2 separate regions of the Gossypium hirsutum genome follow, and region 1 is linked to region 2. Evidence: chromatin contacts called from public Hi-C data. All regions are on one chromosome and are shown on one strand. Each heading gives the region's core, a stretch centred on a gene start, on an enhancer-like site or on the middle of the called end of the contact. The rest is flanking DNA. Distances are from core to core; before and after follow the strand shown. Region 1 has its middle 8.8 kb from the start of LOC121221539. Region 2 has its middle 6.9 kb from the start of LOC107891602.

Region 1 (4,669 bases), core at 760-3,259, 80 kb before region 2:
TAAGGGTTCATCCTTATACTTTACAACTTACCTCTAGGCCAACGCAGAAATAATGGAGCTGAGCTCCCCAATGTTTGGCAGCCTTGGTACCAGCTAAATACCGAGCAGTGATAGAAGCAACCAATGATGAATCAAGTCCTCCAGATAGCAAAACTCCGAAAGGCACATCAGTCATCAGTCTTTCGGTCACCGCCAGTAAACATATTTGATACAACCCGTAAGCCAAAACTACAGAAAAAATATATTTATTTCTTTAGTCCAAAAGCATAAAGTGCTTCTTGGGCGGCAAGTAATCAGTTTTACATTTTCAAAGGCACGTCTAAGTACTAGGGGATCATATGGAACCGATGGAATGGCCTCAGAGAACCAAGGTGGATTGTACCACCTTCTAAATCCTCCTGATTTGCTAGAGTACAAGTGACCAGGGGGAAAGCTTTCAAAGTGTTCACAGTCATCATTCAACCCTTTCAATTCCGACGATATCCAAACCGAACCTGGTTATAAGAAGTAGAAATTAAATTAGCAAAAACCAGTTTCAACCCAAATTACTTGCAACTGAGAAAAAAAAACCTAGATTTAATACCATCAAGTCCCCAGCCAATATAGAGGGAGGTGACACCGATAGCATCGCGTGCAACGATGAAGCTGTTGTCACGGGTATCCAGCAGCACAAATGAGAAGATTCCATCCAACATATCCACAAAGTCTTCACCATACTCCTCATACTATCATATAGGTCAAGTACTTATTAGGCAATCATTCACAAAACAAAATAGAAACTTCAGACCAAAAAAATTAGCTCTATCCATGGAGACTCACCAGATGGGCAATAACATCACAGTCACTGCCAGTCCTGAACTTGTGGTTGGCCAACTTCTTCCTCAGTTCTTCATGGTTGTAAATCTCTCCATTCACCTAGTTTTCAGCACAGAATTGACCAATTAGGCAGTCCTCAAGTGTTGAAAAAGTTAAATGAGTGGCCATAGGGTGGAACTGGAGAAATATTAAATAAAAAGAAGCAAAGAGAGAGAGACTTACAGTGACAACAACAGACTTGTCTTCATTAAAGAGAGGTTGGTCACCAGAAGCAGGATCAATGATGGCGAGGCGTTGATGGGCCAAATAACAGTCTCCATGTTGGTAGAGGCCACTCCAGTCAGGACCACGGTGCTTGAGCCTGTTGGTAAACCATCATCAACGTGGACAATCACTAACTCATTAACCAATAAATTCAATTCAATTTATTAGTCTTTTATGTTCATGAGCTGCTTGAACTAGCATCTTGAAACATGGACTCTGCCACTTTTTTTTGCTTATGTCCCTTTATATCGTTTTCAAGTTGCAGAGTATCTCTGCTTCAAAACACCCGATATAGCTTAAAGATGACCAAGAATTCAAGACCAAGTTTTAAGGTTGTTAAATTTCACCCGAACCCTGTCTTTTTTTTTCGCTGATCTTTGACAGCAACAAACCATAAAAACACTTTGTCATTGTCTAAACCTATTGGAGAAATGTTATGCAACCATTTTAAAGACACAAACATCAAAATTAGCAAAAAAGAAAAAAGAAAGATGAATTGCCTGCGGGAAAGTTCCAGCACTCGAACCCTTTTTGCCTGAGAATCATCAGAACAACCCAAAACAGCTAAAATCCCACACATTTTGTTTCAATAATTAAACACTCCCAAAACACCTTTCTTTTTAACAAGAAGTAGAGAAAATTAGAGGGCAGTATTTGAAGAAAAAGAAAGAGGAAGAAGATGAAAAGGAAGATATATGTGAAGGGGGAAGTAAAGAGGAGAGGAAAGAGTGGGGGAGTGTAAAAGGGGGAAGGCAAACACGTTGTTGTGTTTTCAAATATCCATCACAACCTATAAATAGTTGCAAAATGTCTGGGGCACCTTTCAAACGGCGATGTTTCGTCGCTTCCTCGGGCCCACCTCTCCCATCAGGCCACGTGTTCTTACTTGGTTTCGTCCCATCACTAACGGGGCTTTATCCACTTCCATTGCTGACTCATCATCACCCCTCCATTGTCAAAAACTTTTCCTGTTTTTGGAAATGACTCTCGGAAATTGCGCTGGCTCCGATAGTCAAACAAGTAACATTTTTCCATTCACGATCATATTTCTTCTTACTCAGCTAAGAATGACGATAGATAAGGTCAATTCAGACATTTGTGATATTCAAATATTCATTATATGAATCTTTTGTATTTTTAATTTAATGTAATATGAATAATAATAAATAAACTCAAATTTTACATAGATTAGGAACACATGATTCACTGCCATCCCATCCCATCCCATCCCATCCCTATTCTCCTCCCAAGAGCAGCAATTTCTACAATTTTCTAAAGTTTTTAACTATTCCTCATGTTGTTTTATTCTTCTTATTCATACGCCATGATTCCTTCACCTCTTTCTGAATAATTGTTGGGATGATGAGTGAAAGTACTAGGGTAGTTCTTGTATTTATGTCTGGATTGTATTTCGGCCCTTTTACCGAAAAATTGAGTAATTAATCTTTATACATTTCGAAACGTGTCAATTAGTCCTTCTATTAAAATTTATCTGTTAAATGGATTTGGAATGTCAAATTCATACGGAAAATTATTTTTTTATAAGTAAACTATAAAAATAGTCACCAACTATTAATTTTTTTGATTTAGTCATTAAACTTTTCGAAATTAAATATTTTAGTTACATTAGGCCGACGTGAGCTCTTTTTTATCAGTTTAATAACAAATTTAGCCTTCTAATATTTACAAATTCTATCAATTTGATCCTGAATATAAAAAATTCAACAAATTTAACCCTCAACGTTTACAAAATTTATCATTTTAGTTCTAATTTTTTAAAAATTCAATAATTTTGGCCATTAACATTTACAAAACCTGTCAATTTAGTCCTAACTCTAAAAATTAAAAAAGACATTTTAAAAAAATCATTTTTAGCCTTTTATAACCTATTGACTAATCCATGTGAGATATTAAAATAAGAAAAAGAGTACCCTCTTTCAAGTCACTTGCAAAATAACTCTAAAAAGTTGGGACAAAACACAAAAATTTAAGATCCGACAAAAAAACAATGGCATTAAAAACGTTACCTATTTGAGTAGTAATGCAACCAGTTATTCTAGATAGGTTCCAAATCAATTGGTTTGGTCCAATGTGAAGCCTAAATTATAGTATAAGAAATTGTTGCAAGTGACTTGAAAAAGGGGTTTTTCTTTTCTTATTTTAATATCTCACATGGGTGAGTTGGGTTATAAAGGACTAAAAATGAAAACATTTTTAAATATTTTTTTAAATTTTAGAGTTAGGACTAAATTGAAAAATTTTGTAAATACTAAGGGCCAAATTTATTGAATTTTTTTAGAATTACAACTAAAATGACAAAATTTGTAAACATTGAGGACTAAATTTATTGAAGTTTTTATATTTAGGATCAATTTGATAGAATATGTAAACATTAGAGGGTTAAATTTGTTACTAGACTAATAAAGAAAAGCCCACATAAACTCAAAGCAATTAAAATATTTAATTTCGAAAAATTTAGTGATTAAATTGAAAAAATTAATAATTAGGTGGCCAAAATAAAACGAAAGGTATAATTGAGTAACTTTTTTTATAATTTGTCCATAAAAAATAATTTTCACCATTAATTTAACGTTTCAATGTTTCGAAATATATATAAAAACTTTGTTTTACTCATCATCCAAAAAATTATTGTATATTGTCATGTCATTTTGGTCTATTCGTTTTTTTTATTATTAATAATTGGAGTGAATTATGTTAAAGTGAATAGGTTTCTTTTTATTAATAAATAATTGGATTTTTACTTAAAGTGAATTGGATTGAGATCCATGGTGAATTTTTATGATTGATCCCACAATTATTGGGTTTATAAATTTGAAAAAAAAAAAAGAAAAGCAAAGAAATTATGCCCAAAATAAAGACAACTAATCAAACAAAAATAAGGTAATAAAGCAAAAGTTGTACCATCCTCAAAATGAAATTTATCTTGTATTTTTATTTCCCAATTTCAGCTTTGTTTTTTTATAAACTAAATTGGGTATAGTTATTTTAGAGTTTATAAATATATCCATAATAATTCATACTTAAGCAGCTATAAAGCATAATCAAAATCAATAAAAAATATAAACATATTAAACTAAAATTAACACATAGCAATAGTATATAGTGGAATTGAAGATCCACACATAACAATTGTACATGATGAAACTTCAACCTAAGTATATAAAAATTATGTACTTCAATCTATGCCATCAATACTACTCAAATTAAGCATAGTTAATGTTCCATAATTTAAGGAAAAAATAGATCACACAATATTTTCCCACGAATCAATCATGATAAGTTACCTTATCTTTCTATTTGAATTACTCGTAATTCTACTTTTCCAAGTTAACCAGATAGAAGTTTGGATCTTCGAATGTTAAAGAACTTTCCATATTAGCTTTGCCATCAAGCTAAGCAAATCTTTTTCTATTCACTTGAATCTCATAAGCTGACTTAATTAAAAAGATGCCATTAGAAGTTTCCCCCAAAATAAATTCATCATTAGCACAGTAATTCATCAAGAAAGGAAATACCATGTTCTTTTTTCCAATAATTTCCTCTAGAAAAAAAGGTGATAAAGCCTAAT
Region 2 (5,308 bases), core at 846-3,345:
AATGTATAAGGTTTTTTTTTTCCTTGTTTAACCTTATCATTTGTTTGAATATTCTTGCCCAATGAGCTTATAGCTCTAATCATACCCTTGTTTTCTTTAGATGCTCAATGCTTGATGAATTTTTATCATTAGCTTAAGCCTAAACATTTTGGGGTTAAGTAGATAAATTAGGGTTGTAATTAGCAGAAACAAGGAGGCTTTTGAGAACTCTTTGAGACATCTAATTAGGTTTTCTTAATTAGCTTTGAGTTTTGTAGTGGTTTATATATTCAACTCTCAATTTTCTTGTGAATTGCAATAACAATTTGGAGATTATTTATTATCAAATTTTCTTAGTTTTATTTAATTTTTTATTGTCATACTTGGATTAGATATATTTTATGTTGTTTGCCAATTTACATTGAGTTGAATTTCCTAAGTTAAGAGTGCAATAATTCAAATATGAATAAAAGTGGCTTTAGCAATAAGACTGCAATTTAATTTTCTTATTTGTGTTTATGCATTCATTCTTAGTAACAACTAGGTTAATAGAAATTCTAAAAGGAAAGTAGGTTGATCTTATCTATCTTGTCCAAAAATTACCCAAGAGTAGTTTCAGGTAAAAAAGATATCTAAAGATCACATTTACACTTAGTACAAGGTTATTAAACCGTTAAACTAATTGGAGGTGTTGGGCAAAAATGTGGCAATGACACTTGTTCTTTTAGCACTTGGTCTAAATTTAGAGATGCATCCATATCATTAATCCTAGATTTAGTTGAATTTGAATTGAGCTATTAATTGTCATTAACTGAAGGATATCCTTAACCATTATCGTACTGACTTAAGGTTGGATAGTAGTTTTGTATTTTTATTGTTTTGCCTAGTGGTTGATGTTTGCATTATTTAACTATCTTCTTACTTATATTAGCAGCTTAGATTAATTAGTGAGTCAAGCAATTAGTTGATACCGTATGTGATATTTTTTTATAGGTTTGATCCTCGAAATACTTCTTAACAGATTTATTTCACTGTAATTATTATTTAACAATGATATTATGTACTCAAAAGAAATATTTATTTTTGAGCGGAATTGATATACACTATTTGCATGATCATAACAACCAAACTATTGAGAGGTGCCTAGGGTTGAAGAAACAAAGGATCCTATGGAGAAGCCTAAAGTAAAAGGCTGAAACAGATGTAGTGGACAAGGTTGGTGAAGAGAGCAAAGAAGTATATACATTAAAAAAAGAAAGGTGTGTTCAATTATTGAGGAGAAAGAAGATTAACAACACTTTCTTTTTCCTAATGAGTTTTCAAGTTGATACCATAATTGAAGTAATTACACAAGTCCTAATGAATATTGAAATGTCAAAGTTTTGGCCAAATAATACATTCTCATTGATATCACTTGAGTGAGTTAAGTGCTAATAATATTTTATTCCTAAAAATTATATGGATTGACAATGACGCAATAATATTTTAATAATAATAATAATAAAAAAAAGAATTGTTGGGTAGGTAAGGTCCAAATAGAGATCCCTGTCTACCATTCCATATAAGTTTTGAAGCATTTCTCTCTTATCAATTTCATTTGTCCATCTGCTTTGCGCGCGGCCACACTACATTAACATATTAGGTATTAAAATATTAATAATAATAATAAACACATTATCTAACAAATTTTCTCCTATTTTTATTCCTATTATTACTACTGATTAATCTTAACAATTTTGGTTTCTCATTCTACTTATGTCTAAATTAGTGTCCATATTTTGATTGCTTTCAATTACTTTTCAAATATTTCTTAAATATTATCTTTTTAATGTAGTTATTCTCATGACATAATTATAAATTACTTAGATATTATAAATTTGACTTATTCCTACATTAAGAAGCAAGAAAAGGTTGAAACTGAGAAGGCGATGCCGATGGTGGTCCATATCAAAATATAATAAGAAAGAAGGAATAGCACGTTATGTTTGATCTTAATCACCAAAAGAGTTTGATTATGAAGGATGGGTTTTTCTTGGAAGATGCGACGACCAGACATTGCTCCATATATCTTATCCCTATTCCCTATCCACCACTCCCTTTTTTTCTCTCAATTATCCCTAATCTCAAACTCCTACAATTATTGTGGCTTTTCATTTCCTTCCCCACTATATGTATTGTTTGAGTGTTGGATTGAATCTTAATTTAATTAATGTAAGTATTATTATTAATACAGTAAGACGTGGGTTTGAGTGCACTGAAGCATATTGTCTTCCTATGTATGGGTTGATGAGCGACTATGAGTAATTCTAAATATTATATAAAAAAAAACAGATATGATGAGTATGAAGCTAAACAAGTAACATAATTTTATTCAAGTGGAAGACCATGATTACTTTCCAACAAACATCTTATCTTTATATAAAGACATCTTTGAAAAACCATAAATTGGAATTATCAATATGAATTCATTTTCCATCAACTTCTATACCACTCCTGCTTCTTGTTTATGCATTCACGTTTAAAACAATAAAATGAATGTTTAATTCAAATAAAAAGAGAAGAAAATTAATCACTTCTTACTTAAATTTAAACTTATCAAGGGACCGAGTTATCGGTTCAATTCCTTTAATATTTTAAAGGATTTGGATAAAAATGTTAAGTCAAAAAAAAATTCGGATAAAACATTAGACCTATTTAAGAAATGAATTGAGTTAAAGTTCTAATATTTAAAGCTCGAAAAACTTAATTCTTCTTTAATCGTTTTCAAATTTATTATATGTTTTTTTTTCTTCTTTTTTGTTTAATGTATTTTATATCATATAAAAATTAATATAATATACTAACTATACTAAGCTATTTATGCTTAAAATTTTAATAGAAAATATATAATGATAGTAAAAAGATATCATGTCATTATTAAATATTATATGAGATCATTATTATTTTTAAAAATAGAGAAATATGTACTTAAATAATCATACATCATATTTATGATATGGAATAACATGACCCCGACCTAACTTCCTCCTTAAACACTTCAAACTGTCACTTAATGAAAAAATAAATATGTACAAATGATGACGGTCCAAGTAGCCTCAGAAAAGTCCTTTTAAGTTAACCCTTGGGCGTAGAGTGGGCCTTATGAAAGCTGATTTCAGCTGAAAAAGAGCATCTCCTAATATTAGGCCCAACCCTTTGGTCATGCTTTCAAGCTGACCGAAAATGTCCAAACATAAGGGCTTTAACTTTTAAAGGATAAATTCTATAGAAGATCCCTATACTATGTTTCTTTTAAAATTTGGTCCCTATACTATAATTTTATATTTTGACTTTTTGAAATGCTTACTTTTTCTACTGTGACCAACATTTTTTTGGTTTATTCTTTCAAGAAATTTGGCGTCACTTATTTTTATTTTGAACATATAATAATGTCATTTTTTTGTATATTTAAAATAGACAAAAAAAAACAATATAACACTTGTCCAATTGTAAAAAAACTTGTTGATGTGTGCATGCCACATCACTAATTGAGCGTGCTTGAATCCATGTCCTCCTGCATTGGCAACAATGCTAATGCCAATTGAACTAAAACTCAATCAGCTGGAATTTTTTTTAACTTGTTAAGTGATTTTCTATTTTTCGAAACCTTTTTGGTAAACTTTCATTTTTGGAATCATTTCTCATCATTTTGGAATATATTTTAGGAACTTTTCATTTTATGAAAAGTTTAAGGATGATAATGGAGGGGCAGAAGTGGATATTGTTAAATCCATCATTGCTTCACGGTTGGCATGTTTTACTCCACCACTCGCCCTGCGCTCTATTATGGATGTATAATCTTGAAAACTATTATCACCTCTATGGATGTTGGATGCATCTATCCCTACTTCACCCCGCTCCGTTTTAATTTAATTTTTGCTACTTATTTAAACGCAATTCTTCAAAAAAATTAAACATAAAATATAGATAGTTCTTTTCCATATTATGTTATTATATGTTTACCCTTTTAATAGTTTATATACACAAAGATAAAACGGTAATTTTATATAGTGAAGCAGGTCGGGATGGAGTAGGAAATTATCACAACCGTTCCATACCCACTATTTGAAAAAAAAAACACTTATCTTGCATCACATCTACTTTTCAAAGAAAAATACGAAACTCATCGAGCAGTTTGGATTTTGTTATCGCTACACTTTCTTATTTTTTAGGAAATTCATTTACAAGCCCTCAGGCATGGTAATGCAAAACTCTCATTTTCATTTCCTTTTTATTTGTATTTCTCTTGTAATAAATTAAGTTATTTTGAGAAAAGATGAAGAATATTTAGGTTGAGTTATTAGTTTTGGATGTTATGGACTTATGTAGGCCATTGATAGATAATTGGAGAGGACTAAACCCAAGAGGATATGGACAGCTTGAGTGCCCAAACACAACTGAATCCACTATGCCCAATGAATACCTCTTTTACTAGAGCACTTCTGTCACCCATAATACAATTGAATTCATCACACATAACTTTAGGAAGTAAAAAACAAGTTGATCAATTTTAAATTAATTCAATATTAATAATAATTTTATTCAAATATTTGCCTTCCATACTCCGAACATCTCTAAAGTTTCAAGGACTTCGATTGAGTTTTAACTTAGTTGGTACCAATATTATTGTCAGTGTGGAAGAACATGGATTCAAGTGCACTAAAACATATTATCCTCTTATGTAAGGGTTAAGAGGGGCAATGGATAATTCTAGACATTGTATCAAAAATTAAAAATCATGATACTACACTCATATGAAAAGAATTAAATTAAAAAAAACTCAAGGGACACGCTCTCCATGTGTAAACTCATCTGAGTGCAAAGAAAAATTACTTGGTTAAACCACTACACCAAAATAGGCTTTTAGCGGCGTTTTTAGGCCTTTAGCGGCGCTTTGCAAAAATGCCGCTATTGACAACGTCGCTAACGTTTGCGGCGTTTTTAGAAATAAACGCCACTAAAAGTCATGACCTTTAGCGGCACTTCTACAAACGCCGCTATAGATCATGACTTTTAGCGGCGCTTTTCTCACAAACGCCACTATAAATCATGACCTTTAGCGGCGTTTGTAGAAATAAAGCGCCGCTAAAGGTCATGATCTATAGTGGCGTTAGTGGGAAAAGCGCCGCTAAAAAATATGATCTTTAGCAGTGCTTTTATTACAAACGCCGCTAAAAGTACTAAAGAATCCGTACTTTTAGCGGCGTTTGTGGAAAAACGCCACTAATTTTGGCAAATTTAAATGATACTTCAAATTCAATGAAAGATATATGATATAAATTGATAACTG

Evidence for each region. Hi-C and Micro-C count contacts between places; a contact is called where the count stands out from the background.
Region 1: a contact with region 2 is called in a Hi-C map of leaf, with 2.2 times the contacts expected there. The contact joins two enhancer-like sites. A contact is called at or near these places in 2 of 34 Hi-C or Micro-C datasets (both in leaf).

Annotation. Positions count from the first base shown.
Region 1 is chrD09:36,900,226-36,904,894 of Gossypium_hirsutum_v2.1, reverse strand. It overlaps the pseudogene LOC107891605. Among protein-coding and RNA genes, the nearest start is that of LOC121221539, 8.8 kb to the left of the region's middle. Within about 2 kb of position 2,009, at least 3 of the 9 cell types and tissues checked have an H3K27ac peak or open chromatin away from gene starts, as enhancers often do. A contact at or near this core is called in leaf, where this site is marked.
Region 2 is chrD09:36,820,153-36,825,460 of Gossypium_hirsutum_v2.1, reverse strand. No RefSeq gene overlaps it. Among protein-coding and RNA genes, the nearest start is that of LOC107891602, 6.9 kb to the right of the region's middle. Within about 2 kb of position 2,095, at least 3 of the 9 cell types and tissues checked have an H3K27ac peak or open chromatin away from gene starts, as enhancers often do. A contact at or near this core is called in leaf, where this site is marked.